2 separate regions of the Sus scrofa genome follow, and region 2 is linked to region 1. The links are chromatin contacts, called in public Hi-C maps. All regions are on one chromosome and are shown on one strand. The core of a region is the stretch at or near the end of the contact, and the rest is flanking DNA. Distances in the headings are between cores, read along the strand shown.

What was found. Hi-C and Micro-C count contacts between places; a contact is called where the count stands out from the background.
Region 2: a Hi-C map of liver shows a contact between it and region 1, with 4 times the contacts expected there. The contact joins the enhancer-like site here to the promoter of CEP350 in region 1. A contact is called at or near these places in 1 of 5 promoter capture datasets (fetal liver), 2 of 47 Hi-C or Micro-C datasets (fetal heart ventricle and liver) and 1 of 2 datasets of contacts at active chromatin or transcription factors (alveolar macrophages).

The regions. Positions count from the first base shown.
Region 1 is chr9:121,588,329-121,594,118 of Sscrofa11.1, reverse strand. CEP350 (centrosome-associated protein 350) reads right to left here and starts at 3,445. Exons shown (of 43, transcript XM_021063750.1): 1 at 3,315-3,445.
Region 2 is chr9:121,640,779-121,646,568 of Sscrofa11.1, reverse strand. CEP350 (centrosome-associated protein 350) reads right to left here. Exons shown (of 43, transcript XM_021063750.1): 15 at 3,336-3,505. Among named protein-coding and RNA genes, the nearest start is that of CEP350, 53 kb to the right of the region's middle. Within about 2 kb of position 2,203, at least 1 of the 83 cell types and tissues checked has an H3K27ac peak or open chromatin away from gene starts, as enhancers often do. A contact at or near this core is called in liver, where this site is marked.

The sequences.
Region 1 (5,790 bases), core at 2,196-4,695:
AAATTTCCAAGATCAGTTGTACCAATTTATAGTCCGAAAGATAGAGGAGAGGGCTAAGAATCATTTTTACGTTTAAAGTATTTTTGATTCTTTTAAAGAGAGGCCTGTTTTGAGTTTTTAATTAATACTTATGTAGAAGAGAGTGCCAATTTGTTCACAAGTATCCTCTGATTTGATAATTATCTGACATAGTAAACAAATGTAGACTTAAGAGCTGTGTAGTAGAATCTTCATCCAGTTATGGGTGAGATATTTCCTCTATATGACCCTTTGTTTACTTAGGTATAAAACGTGGGAACTGGACTACCTGACCTTTAAGATTTAAAACTCTCAATGCTATAATTAAGAAATGACTTAAAGTTATTACAAGCCCATAATTATAGTACTAGTACAACAGGTCAGGGTCTTAAAGCTCCCATTTTCTTTAAATTACAATACCTATTGCCAGAACACCTAAGCAAATCATTAAAAGTCAATAAAGTTTTCAGGACCTACCTGTGGCTTATTCTAAGTAGATTTTTTTTTTTTTTTTTTTGCTTTTTAGGGCCACTCCCACAGCATATGGAACTTCCCAGGCTAGGGGTCAAATCCAAACTGCAGCTGCTGGCCTACACCACAGCCACTGCAAAACCAAATCTGAGCCACATCTGCAACCTACACCATAGTTCCCATCAACACCAGATCCTTAACCTACTGAGCCAGGTCAGGGATCAAACCCACTTCCTCATGGATACTCATCAGGTTTGTTACAGCTGAGCCATGACAGGAACTCCCTGAAGTAAGTATATTCTTAAGAGTTGATGTGTGCCTAGGAACCATGAAACTAACGTGGGTTTTTCTGTTTAAGTATTATGCCAAGACCACTCTCTAGTCAAGACCACTCTCTAGTCAGCCAATATTTATTGACTATTTTATTATGTGCTAGGCACTGGGTGCACAACAGTTAACAGACAATCTTAATAATTAACGTAATGCTATGGAAACATTAATGTTTTTAAAGAACTAACAGACATCAACATAAAGAACCAGTGGCCTGTCAAAAAGAAAGAAAAAGTTAACTTTTTTTTGATTTAAAAAACTAAATCCCAGGGAGTTCCTGTCATGGCTCAGCGGTAACGAACCTGACTAGGATCCATGAGGATGCGGGTTTGATCCCTGGTCCCATTCAGGGAATTAAGGATCCAGCATTGCTATGAGCTGTGGTGTAGGTCGCAGATGCGGCTTGGAGCCTGCATTGCCGTGGCTGTGGCGTAGGCTGGCACCTGTAGCTCCGATTTGATCCCCAGCCTGAGAATTTCCACATGCCTCGAGTGCAGCCCTAAAAACAAACAAAAATACTACTTGCTGAAATTTTAAATAAAACTAATTATATGACATTAACTAGACTTACAGAGATCACTTTGCAATATACACGAAGACGGAACCATTATTTCGTACACCTGAAACCAATGTCATACCTCAATAAAAGTAAATGTAGAAAAATTTTAAAGTCCTAGATCTGCGGAAATAAGAGCATCAGTCACAATAATAAGTGAACTTTCTTGTGTGTCAATCTTCACAACTCAAAATTAGGACATTTATCAAATCTACCTGACAAAACTGCTATGAGGACTAAATAAAACAGTTAACGTGGAAGCACACCAAAAAATGATGTAAGTTATTTCAAACAATTTCTTTTTGCTCCTACTGTAACTCACAGCTATTAAGCAACAAAATTCATTAGGGACTTCATCTTTCTTCTGTCCATGATATGGTATGTTTACAAAATGGGCAACAGAAGAGTTAAGTCCTCTTGTGGTTCAGTGGGTTAAGGATTCAGCCTTGTCACTGCAGCGGCTGTTCGCTGTTGTGGCACGGGTTCTATACCTGGTCCAGGAACTTCATAACTCATAAAACTGACTACCCCACAGAAGGCTGGCTATTCAAGTATTAATGCTCTTACATAACACTACACACCAATATATCTAAAGAGAAACAGAAATTCTTCCACATGTGTATGAAATTGTTTATGTATTATAACGCACCATCATTACAAACACAAGCCCAAGCTACTCACTAGGAAAAGATGAGATACACATGTATTTATCCACACATACAATGTATTCTAGCTTGATATTTATTTTTCTGATTAGAGCATCAAAGTCAATGCAATGAAGGTTCAAATGGTTCAGATTCATTTTTATTACAATGAATGGAGTTGGTCAGTTTAGCGCACCAAAACTAATTATTACACGCCCATGGACTTAAAGTAACTTCTACCACTGGTCTAACAACCAATCCCCCAAGTTAAAATCTCATGTTATTAGCGGCATTCTGCCTTGTTTAAAAACAAAATTTTAAACTAAGAAATGTTTTAAATGACGAGTATTTTATCATTACTTCTACAAACCTTTTCAAGTTCTTACTAGTACTGCCTAAGATAGCCTTTCCTTTAAAACCTTTTAGATACAGGGCTGTAGGAGGTTTCATTAACATGGCAACATAAGCATTAACGACTTTTCCAAATTCAAAACAAGAATCACCATCAAAACAAAACAAGCTGGTAGGTACATAGGTGGATACAGATCACTATTCCTGACAATGCCTTTTTTCCTACATGGAGGATTTGCTACTACACTAAAACCACATTTAAATGTATGCCTATGTGCAACTTCCTATCCTTTAGGATAGCCAGCCAAATTCCAACCCCATATGTGTGACATTAGCTAAATATCATTGAGCTTGTTAGGCTCCACTTAGAAGAGGGCGGGGAAAATACTGACAACTTTCAAAGCGTACAAGCTTTTAAAATCTCCCCCTACATCACTGGTGAATAAACGGACAGACTACATTCAGCAACCGCCAGACTGGAGCAGAAGATGAAAGTTTTCCCTAATACTTGAGAATGTTTTTCCCCACCAAAAAGGAACAGAAACTAGTCATCCCTGCTACGGGGGCCAGTTCCCCGGAATTTCCCAAAATATGCCTGATCTCCGAAAGAAGAAGGGTCACTTCTCCGGAGACCAAAGGCGAAAGGTATCTCACATCTTTCAAAAAAGAGAAGGGGCGGGGGAGGAGGCGCAGGCACTGGCAGGTGAGGAAGAAAATCCCGTCTACCGCCGGCAACAGCGGGATCTAAAACCCAGGTCTCGGAATGGCCCTCCTAGCAAAGCCTCAGGACCCACGAAGGCTCCCCGACGGGGACGCCCAGCTGGGCCAGGGCTCCCCGCGCCCCGCCCCGCCTCTCACCGCCGCCGGGGACCCGGGACCGCGGACAGAGACAGCAGAGGCTAAGCGAGCGTCCGCGGTCCTGGCCAGGTCCTCCCACAGCTCACCTGAGAATGTCGCCTCCGCCCTCGGCTCCCACGGTGCATCCCGCGGGGCCTGGCGGAGGGTGCAGTGACGCCGCCCCGACTGGCCCCAGGGCTGCCCGGCCTGGCCTCTCCGCTCTGGGGACGCACCGGGTGCCCGCCTCAGACCGGCTCCCGGGATCCGCCGGTCTGCAGAGAAGGAAGGAGAGGCGGAAAAGCTGCCTCCCCTCCCCCACAGCAAGCCACCCTCTGAGCTGCGGCTCTCTGCAGTTTCCTCTGGCGCAGGTCTGGCCCGGCTCCCCCGCCCGGGAGTCACTTCGGCAGCGGCGGCCCAGTCGCCATTACAGCCCAACAACTGACACGGAGGAGGAGCCGCGCCGGCGGCAGCGGCGGTGGCGGCGGCGCGAGGCAGGGCGGGAGCAGTCGCGGGGTGGTGGGGGCGGGTGTCTTGGCAAGCCTCGCGAGAACTGTCCCGAGACGCTGCCACAGGAATGCAACCTTCTGTTAGAGCCATGTTGAGTGTGGTCAAAAAGTGAGTGTGAGAAAAAACGAAGAAAGGACACTTGATGGCGCCATGTTTAGTGTGGCGAAGTTTTCTCCTTGCAGGATTCAGGAGGAGCTAAAGTAGATCCGCAGCGGAGACCTCCCCCCACCCCTCCCCCCGCCCTCCTTCATCTGAAGCTAATTGGGCCTCTGGCTGCGCATTTCTACTCTCCGGCCGGAAAAAAAAAAACACACAAGCTGAGGTTGTGACAAGGATGAACTCGAAGTCAGAAAATTGCAGCTTCCCAAAGTTTACGATGTTTCACCAGTGGTTGTCTAAATAAATCTTCTGTACCCCAGTCAGTTTTAGAGTAATTGCAGCTCTGCGGCTGCGGCAGTTGCCCACTGCTGTCACTGTAGCCGTTTTATTCGCGAGGGTTACAATTCTGTTCAGCAAGGACTCTAATGGCTTAGGACTTCAGAACAAGGAAAACGGAGTTTCCTCGCTTTAGATGTTGGCATTGATACAACTGTGCTTTAAGAGATTCTGTGACCATCATGTCTTCTAATATCTTTATCCTCTTTCCCCAGCTTCTGCATGGTGAATTCTGTCATCTCTCAAGACTTAGCTTAAATAACATCTCTTCTGCAAATAATGCCACCTTCTGCACACAAGCTCTCCACCCATCACTTTCCTCCACCTTCTGAACTCATATAGCTATTTATCCAGAGACTGTTTCTCATCTTTAAGTGTCTTAACAACTCTTTTCCCTCCTTTCTTCTGTGTGTGTGTGTGTGTGTGTGTGTGTGTGTACACACATACGTATATACATACCCCAACAGGGCCTAGCACAGTAACTGGAACAATAAATGCTTGTTGAGTGGATCAATAAATGCTCAATAAATGCTTGTTGAATGGATCTTAAAAGCAGAAGGCAATAACTGTCCCCTCAATGTAGGCCAAAAAGTGAGTGTGAAAAGTGACTCCTGGTCAGGGGAGCCGGGCCACTGTGTCTGAATAGGAGGTAAACAGAGTTATAAAAATCCTGCACATAAGTAAAACGTGTACTGCGTCTCCAGAAAGCTGCGCTGGAGAGAACAGAAGATGTGGGTATCCCAGTGGTGCAAGTGGTAGCAAGAAAAACAAGATAAGGAAAGAGTTATTTACATTTTCCCCCAACCTTTCCGTGTGAGGCGGTGGGATAGATGTTTTTCACGTTATTACAACTTATTCAACCATCTTATTAAGTAGTATACTCACTTTTTTTTTCTTTCTATCTTTGTAGGACTGCACCAGCAGCACATGGAAGTTCCCAAGCTAGGGGTCAAATCAGAGCTGCAGCTGCCAGGCTACAGTACAGCAACAGCAACACCAGATCTGAGCCATATCTGTGACCTATGCCACAGCTTGTGGCAACACTGGATCTTTATCCCACTGAGTGAGGCCAGGGCTCAAACCTGCATCCTTATGGATAGTAGCTGGGTCCTTAACCCACTGAGCCATAACGGAAACTCCTTACACTCACTTTTTTAAAAAAGAGAAAATGGGTTCTGAAAAGCTAAGTAATTTGACCAATATGAAAACATCAATAAAAGGTGGATGTAAGATTTGAGGTCTCCCTTACTCCAAAGGCTGTTCATATATTTTTCACACCAGTGCTTCCTCCTGGAAGGCAGAGGAAATACCAAAAGTTCCTGTTACTGTGTGGGGAGCAATGTACTCTCATACCAGCTCGTGTGCAACTTCCATCTCTTACATCTTGTACTGATCTTTGCTCTCCCCTTGTCTCAAAGATGCCTCAAACTTGGAGTTCCCCTTGTGGCTCAGCAGTAACAAACCCAACTAGTATCCATGAGAACATAGGTTTAATTCCTGGCCCTGCTCAGTGGGTTAAGGATCTGGTGTTGCTGTGAGCTGCAGGGTAGTTCGCAGAGACAGTTTTGTTCTGGCATTGGCAGTGGATGTGGCGTAGGCCAGCAGCTGTAGACCTGATTCAACCCCTAGCCTGGGAACTTC
Region 2 (5,790 bases), core at 954-3,453, 54 kb before region 1:
TTTTCTTATGATTACCACTTTAATCTACCAACTATATTCAACTATAGTGAGCATGCAGACACTCTTTTTTACCACCAGATGGAGCATATACAACAAAATGTACACATTTGAGAACTTGGAATGAAGTATTAAATTTAAGCTGCCATTGTGGAAAGTAAAATATACAGATTTTCTTTTGTAAGGCATTGTGAGAGGGGATCAAAGAAACTGAAAGCCACAAAATATCACCTATATCTCATTTAATCACATTTTAGATTATAATTTTTTAAAACCTATACCAAATCACATTATTTATACATATCATGATATCTTCAGTTGTACAGTATATTATAGTAGATGGTAAACTTGATTTATGAGTTAGAACATAGAATTGCTAAAAAAAAAAAAAAAGAAAAGAAAAAAGAAAAAAAGGAGTTCCCGTCGTGGTGCAGTGGTTAACGAATCCGACTAGGAACCATGAGGTTGCGGGTTCGATCCCTGCCCTTGCTCAGTGGGTTAAGGATCCGGCGTTGCCGTGAGCTGTGGTGTAGGTCGCAGAAGTGGCTCAGATCCCGCGTTGCTATGGCTCTGGCGTAGGCTGGCACTATAACTCCGATCAGACCCCTAGCCTGGAACCTCCATATGCCATGGGAGCGGCCCAAGAAATGGCAAAGACAAAAAAAAAAATATATATATATATATATATATATAGAATTGCTAATAACTGGTTAATCACCTTAGGTGAGATACTAACATGACAAAATACAACAACCCCCAAATAAAAGAACTAAGCAAGTTAATAAGCACTTCCCAAAATGTGTTCTGCACATTGTAACACGCTGATTGAAGAAATGATTCTGTGGTCAAATAAATGTGAAAAATACTTGATACTACAGCCTCATCCTCCATCTAAAATAAAAAATGCATACTTGCATATTAAAATTGTTTATGAATCTTGTGAGAAAAAAGTCTGTTTCACTCTAAAAGTATTTCCCAAGTTTATGGAAACATGGAGCTCTTTTATCCTCAGAATACCTATGAAACAGCCTACTGTGCTGAATCAGTATTTCATAAGAAATGATACACTTTGGGTAGTGTTGATGAAATGATATCTAATGTTCCTGCCGAAGACTTTCAGAACACTTAGAATCTGCAACAGAGTTATACTAGGTTAATGATTAAAAAACAACTTCTCCTAGCACTCTTACATTGGAAGTAAACAGTTTAAATTAGCAATAGCTTTCTGAAGAGCTATTTGACAAAATACATCCAAATTTTAAGCATGGCATACCATTCTCCCATTATCTCACTTCTAGGATTTTTTCCTAAAGGAAAAAAAACCAGATTAATGCATAAAGATGCATTTGTAAGGATACTCAATGCAGCAGTATTTATATTACAAAAAAGAACCTAAATATCCAGCAATGGGGAACTGGCTAAATAAATTTCAATATATTCAAATAACAGAACACTAGGTAGGTACAATGGGTAATCTATATTCACTAACAGAAAGGTATCTGCAACCCAGTGACAGAACAAAACTGTGATCTCATACATGTAACATTTTCTATTTACATATGTCTACCCATCATCTGGAAGGATTCTTACTAAAAATGTTAACATTTCACACTCATAAGGATATCTAAGTCTTTAAAAAAACAAAAGCCAAAAAAAAAAAAACAGGAAAAAACAAGTGTTCGCATAAATGTGGAGAAAATGGAACTCCTGCACATTACAGGTGAGAATGTATTATGTTACAGCAGCCATGGAAAACTGTATGGTAGTTCCTCAAAAAAAATATAGACATGCCTTTTGATCCAGCAAGTCTATAACTGGGTATAAATATAAAGAACTGAAAGTAGTAAGTCAAACAGTATTTGTACAGCAATGTTATGTCCACATTATTCACAACAGCCGAAGAGGTAAAAAAAAAACCCAAGATGTCCATCAACTGATGAATGAATACACCAAATGTGGTATATACATATAGTGGAATATTATTCATCCTTAAAAACAAAAGACATTCTGACACATTCTATAAAAAACATGGATGTAAAGACATTATGCCAAATGAAAAAAGCCAGACACAAAAGGATGAATTTTGGATGATGTCACTTATATGAAGTATCTAGAGTAGTCAAATTCATAGAGACAGAAAGAAAACACCGGTTAGCAGGGACTGGGGGAAGGGAGGAAGAGGGAATTACTGTTAAATGGGTTCAGAGTTTCACCATGGGATGGCGAAAAAGTTCTGGAGTTGGGTAATGATGATGGTTGTGCAACTCTGTGACAGTACATTTGAAAACAGGTAAAATGATCTGTTATTTTATGTTCAGTATATTTTACCACAATAAAATAAAATCTAAAAAATGTTAATATTGGTTATCTCTAGATGGAAGAATTTAGGTGATTTAAAATTTTTAAATAGGTTTTCTATATTTATAGATTCCTGCTCCTTCTCTCTCTCTCTTTTTTAAACTCAATGAGCAATTTTTACTGTTAGAAAAAATAATTTTGGAAGCAAAATCATTCCCTAGGCACCATCCTGTGAGCTAAGAGGCCCTTGCCTAATCAGTATATCTTGTCATCTTAAGTATACAGAGCAAATTATAACCAAGAGTAGAAGGGGACTGAAAGGTATACTCAAGCACTCAAAAATAAGAGTGCCAAAGGGACAGCTACTGTGCCAAGTACTGAGATGTACACATTACATATGTCAGCTTCAAAATTATCATATGAAGCTTCTATTAGCAACTTTATTTTATAGATAAGGAAATTTTAGTATTACATTTAATGACACTCAGAAATGTACACAATATAAAGTTTAAAAAGTACTTACAAAACAATATGATGCCACTTGTTGTTGTTTTTGGCCCTGCCTATTGCATGTAGAAGTTCCCAAGCCAGGGCTGAACCCATGCCACAGCTATAACCAGAAACACAGCAGTGACAATACCAGATCCTTAATCCACTGAGCCAGGAGGGAACTCCTCACTTCCGTTTTTTAAATAAGGATGTATGTGGGAATATGCATGGTTTTATGTATATACTGGAAAAACGGGCACCAAAAATATTAATTGTAGTTATCTCTGAGCAGAAGAATCAATAGGGATTTATATTTCTTGTTTGATTGTTTATCTATAATCCTTAATTTTTATCTTATTAATGTATTCCTTTTGTATTGAGCAAAAGATTTATGTTATACATCAAAAGATATTGTGATGATAAATATGAAAGCCTATTAAATTATTATCATAAAGAAATTCATCTAACTTATGGAACCAAATCATAATTTAGATCACTACCACAAAAATCACTGGTTAGGGAAAAAAAAAAAAATGTAGAATTCCACTTACATTCCATCTTTTCCTTTTTTCCTTTCTTTCCTTTAGAAGAAGATGAACGAGATGATGCAGAAGACTGGGCCCCTGATGAGTGCTGGGAGGTAACATCCACAGAGGAAAGATCACAGGCAGACTTTCTGCTAGAATGGTCCTCCTGAATACCTAAACTGTTACTACCAACACTATCAAAAAACAAGGAATAGCGATTAAAGAAAGAAATAAAAAGTGTCCAATCAGAGCTAAATACACAGATATTCTAAAATATAATTAGACACAAGGAGAAAACTATTATCAAAGATGCTTTCCAATTCTTTTCCTATAACCATAAGCCTGGATTATTCCCTATGGCTCAATTTATTACTGAGAAAAGTCTCCGGCAGTTTTTTTATTGTTGTTTGTTTTTTGTCTTTTGTCTTTTTAGGGCCACACCTGCGGCATATGGAGGTTCCCAGGCTAGGGGTCTAATCGGAGCTACAATGCGGGCCTACGCCACAGCCACGTGGGATCCAAGCCGTGTCTGCGACCTACATCATAGCTCATGACAACACCAGATCCTTAACCCACTGAGCGAGGCAGGGATCAAACCCGCAACCTCATGGTTCCTAGTCGGATTCGTTTCCTCTGCACCACGACGGGAACTGTCTCCGGCAGTTTTTTACTAAAGTGGAACTAGTAAAAATGGGTAACTCAAGACTCATAAGAGAAAAAAGTATAATGCTGGATACTGAAAAATGTGGCCTCAATTTCTATTCAAATTTATAATTTGATATATTATAAAATTTTTTTTTTCTTTTTTAGGACCACATATGCAGCATATAAAGTTCCTAGATAGGGGTCAAATCAGAACTGCAGCTGCTGGCCTACCACAACCACAGGATGTGAGCCATGTCTGCAACCTACACCACAGCTCACAGCAATGCTGGATCCTTAAACCACTAAGAAAGGCCAGGGATCGAACCTGCATCCTCATGGATACTAGTTGGGTTTGCTTCCGCTAAGCCACAACAGGAACTCTCTATTTTCCTTCTGATACTCTTACGGAGAACAATAATTTAATATGCTCTACTTCAATCTAGAAATAAAGTAATAAATCATATTGATTGGTATACTAAATGTCATAATTAAATCCTTACAAGTTTTGATTTAAAAATTAACCTTTTCAAAAAAATAAATAAATAAAACAGGAGTTCCCTCTGTGGCTCAGTGGTTAATGAACCCGACTAGGATCCTGGTTCAATCCCTGGCCTCACTCAGTGGGTTAAGGATCTGGCTTTGCCATGAGCTGTGGTGTAGGTCATAGACGTGGCTCGGTTCTGGTGTTGCTGTAGCTGTGGCAGTGGTGTAGGCCAGTGGCTACAGCTCTATTTGACCCCTAGCCTGGGAACCGCCATATACTGTGGGTGCAGGCCTAAAAAGCAAAAAAAAAAAAAAAAAAAATCTTTTTTTAGCTCAAAATTTATACTTCTCCCGCTATAATTTTAATACTTATTTTCATTAATCCAACTAGATATAACTAATTTTTAAAAGAATATCCAATAAGTTTATATGCATTACAATTTATAATTTGTGAAGAAAATTATATTCTATATGAGTAGCTACAGAGTTTTCTTAATTAATTTTTTCTTTTTTGGCCACCCTCAGCACATGGAGTTCCTGGGCCAGGGATGAGATCCAAGCTGCAATTGCGACCTATGATGTAGCTGCAGCAATGCCTGATCCTTAATCCATGGTGCTGGGCCAGGGATTGAACCTGTGTCCCAACACTCCAGAGATGCTGCTGACCCATTTCGCCGCAGCAGCAACTCCAACTGTATGTGTTTTTTTTTTTTTTTTTTTTTCTTTTTCTTTTCACAGCCGCATCTGTACCACATGGAAGTTCCTGGGCTAGGGGTTAAATCCGAGCTGGAGCTGCCTGCTGATGCCAGAGCCACAGCGATGCTGGATCCTTAACCTACTGAGCAAGGCGAGGATCAAACCTGCATTTCAGAGACACTACATCGAGTATTTAACCCACTGAGCCACACAGGAACTCCCAGATTATTATCTTTTTTTGGCTTTTTGGCTTTTTAGGGCCACACCCTCGCATATGGAGCCCAGGCTAGGGGTCTAATCAGAGCTGTAGCTGCTGGCCTACACCACAGCCACAGCCACGCCAGATCCAAGCCGCACCTACACCACAGCTAACCCACTGAGCAAGGCCAAAGATCGAACCCGCAACCTCATGGTTCCTAGTTGGATTCATTTCCACTGCACCATGAGAGTAACTCCCAGATTATTTTATATGGTAACAAAATTTAGAGAGGAAATTCTCTCTAGCAAAGTCTAATTCACTATGTGACCCTGCATAAGAAATGACTTTAGTACTTTAGTTTTCTCTCTGAAGTAGGAATAGTAACAATATTTATCATATCAGCATATTATAAGAACGAGTTAATACCGGTAAAGCCCACCCAGTCCTCTCAGTGCC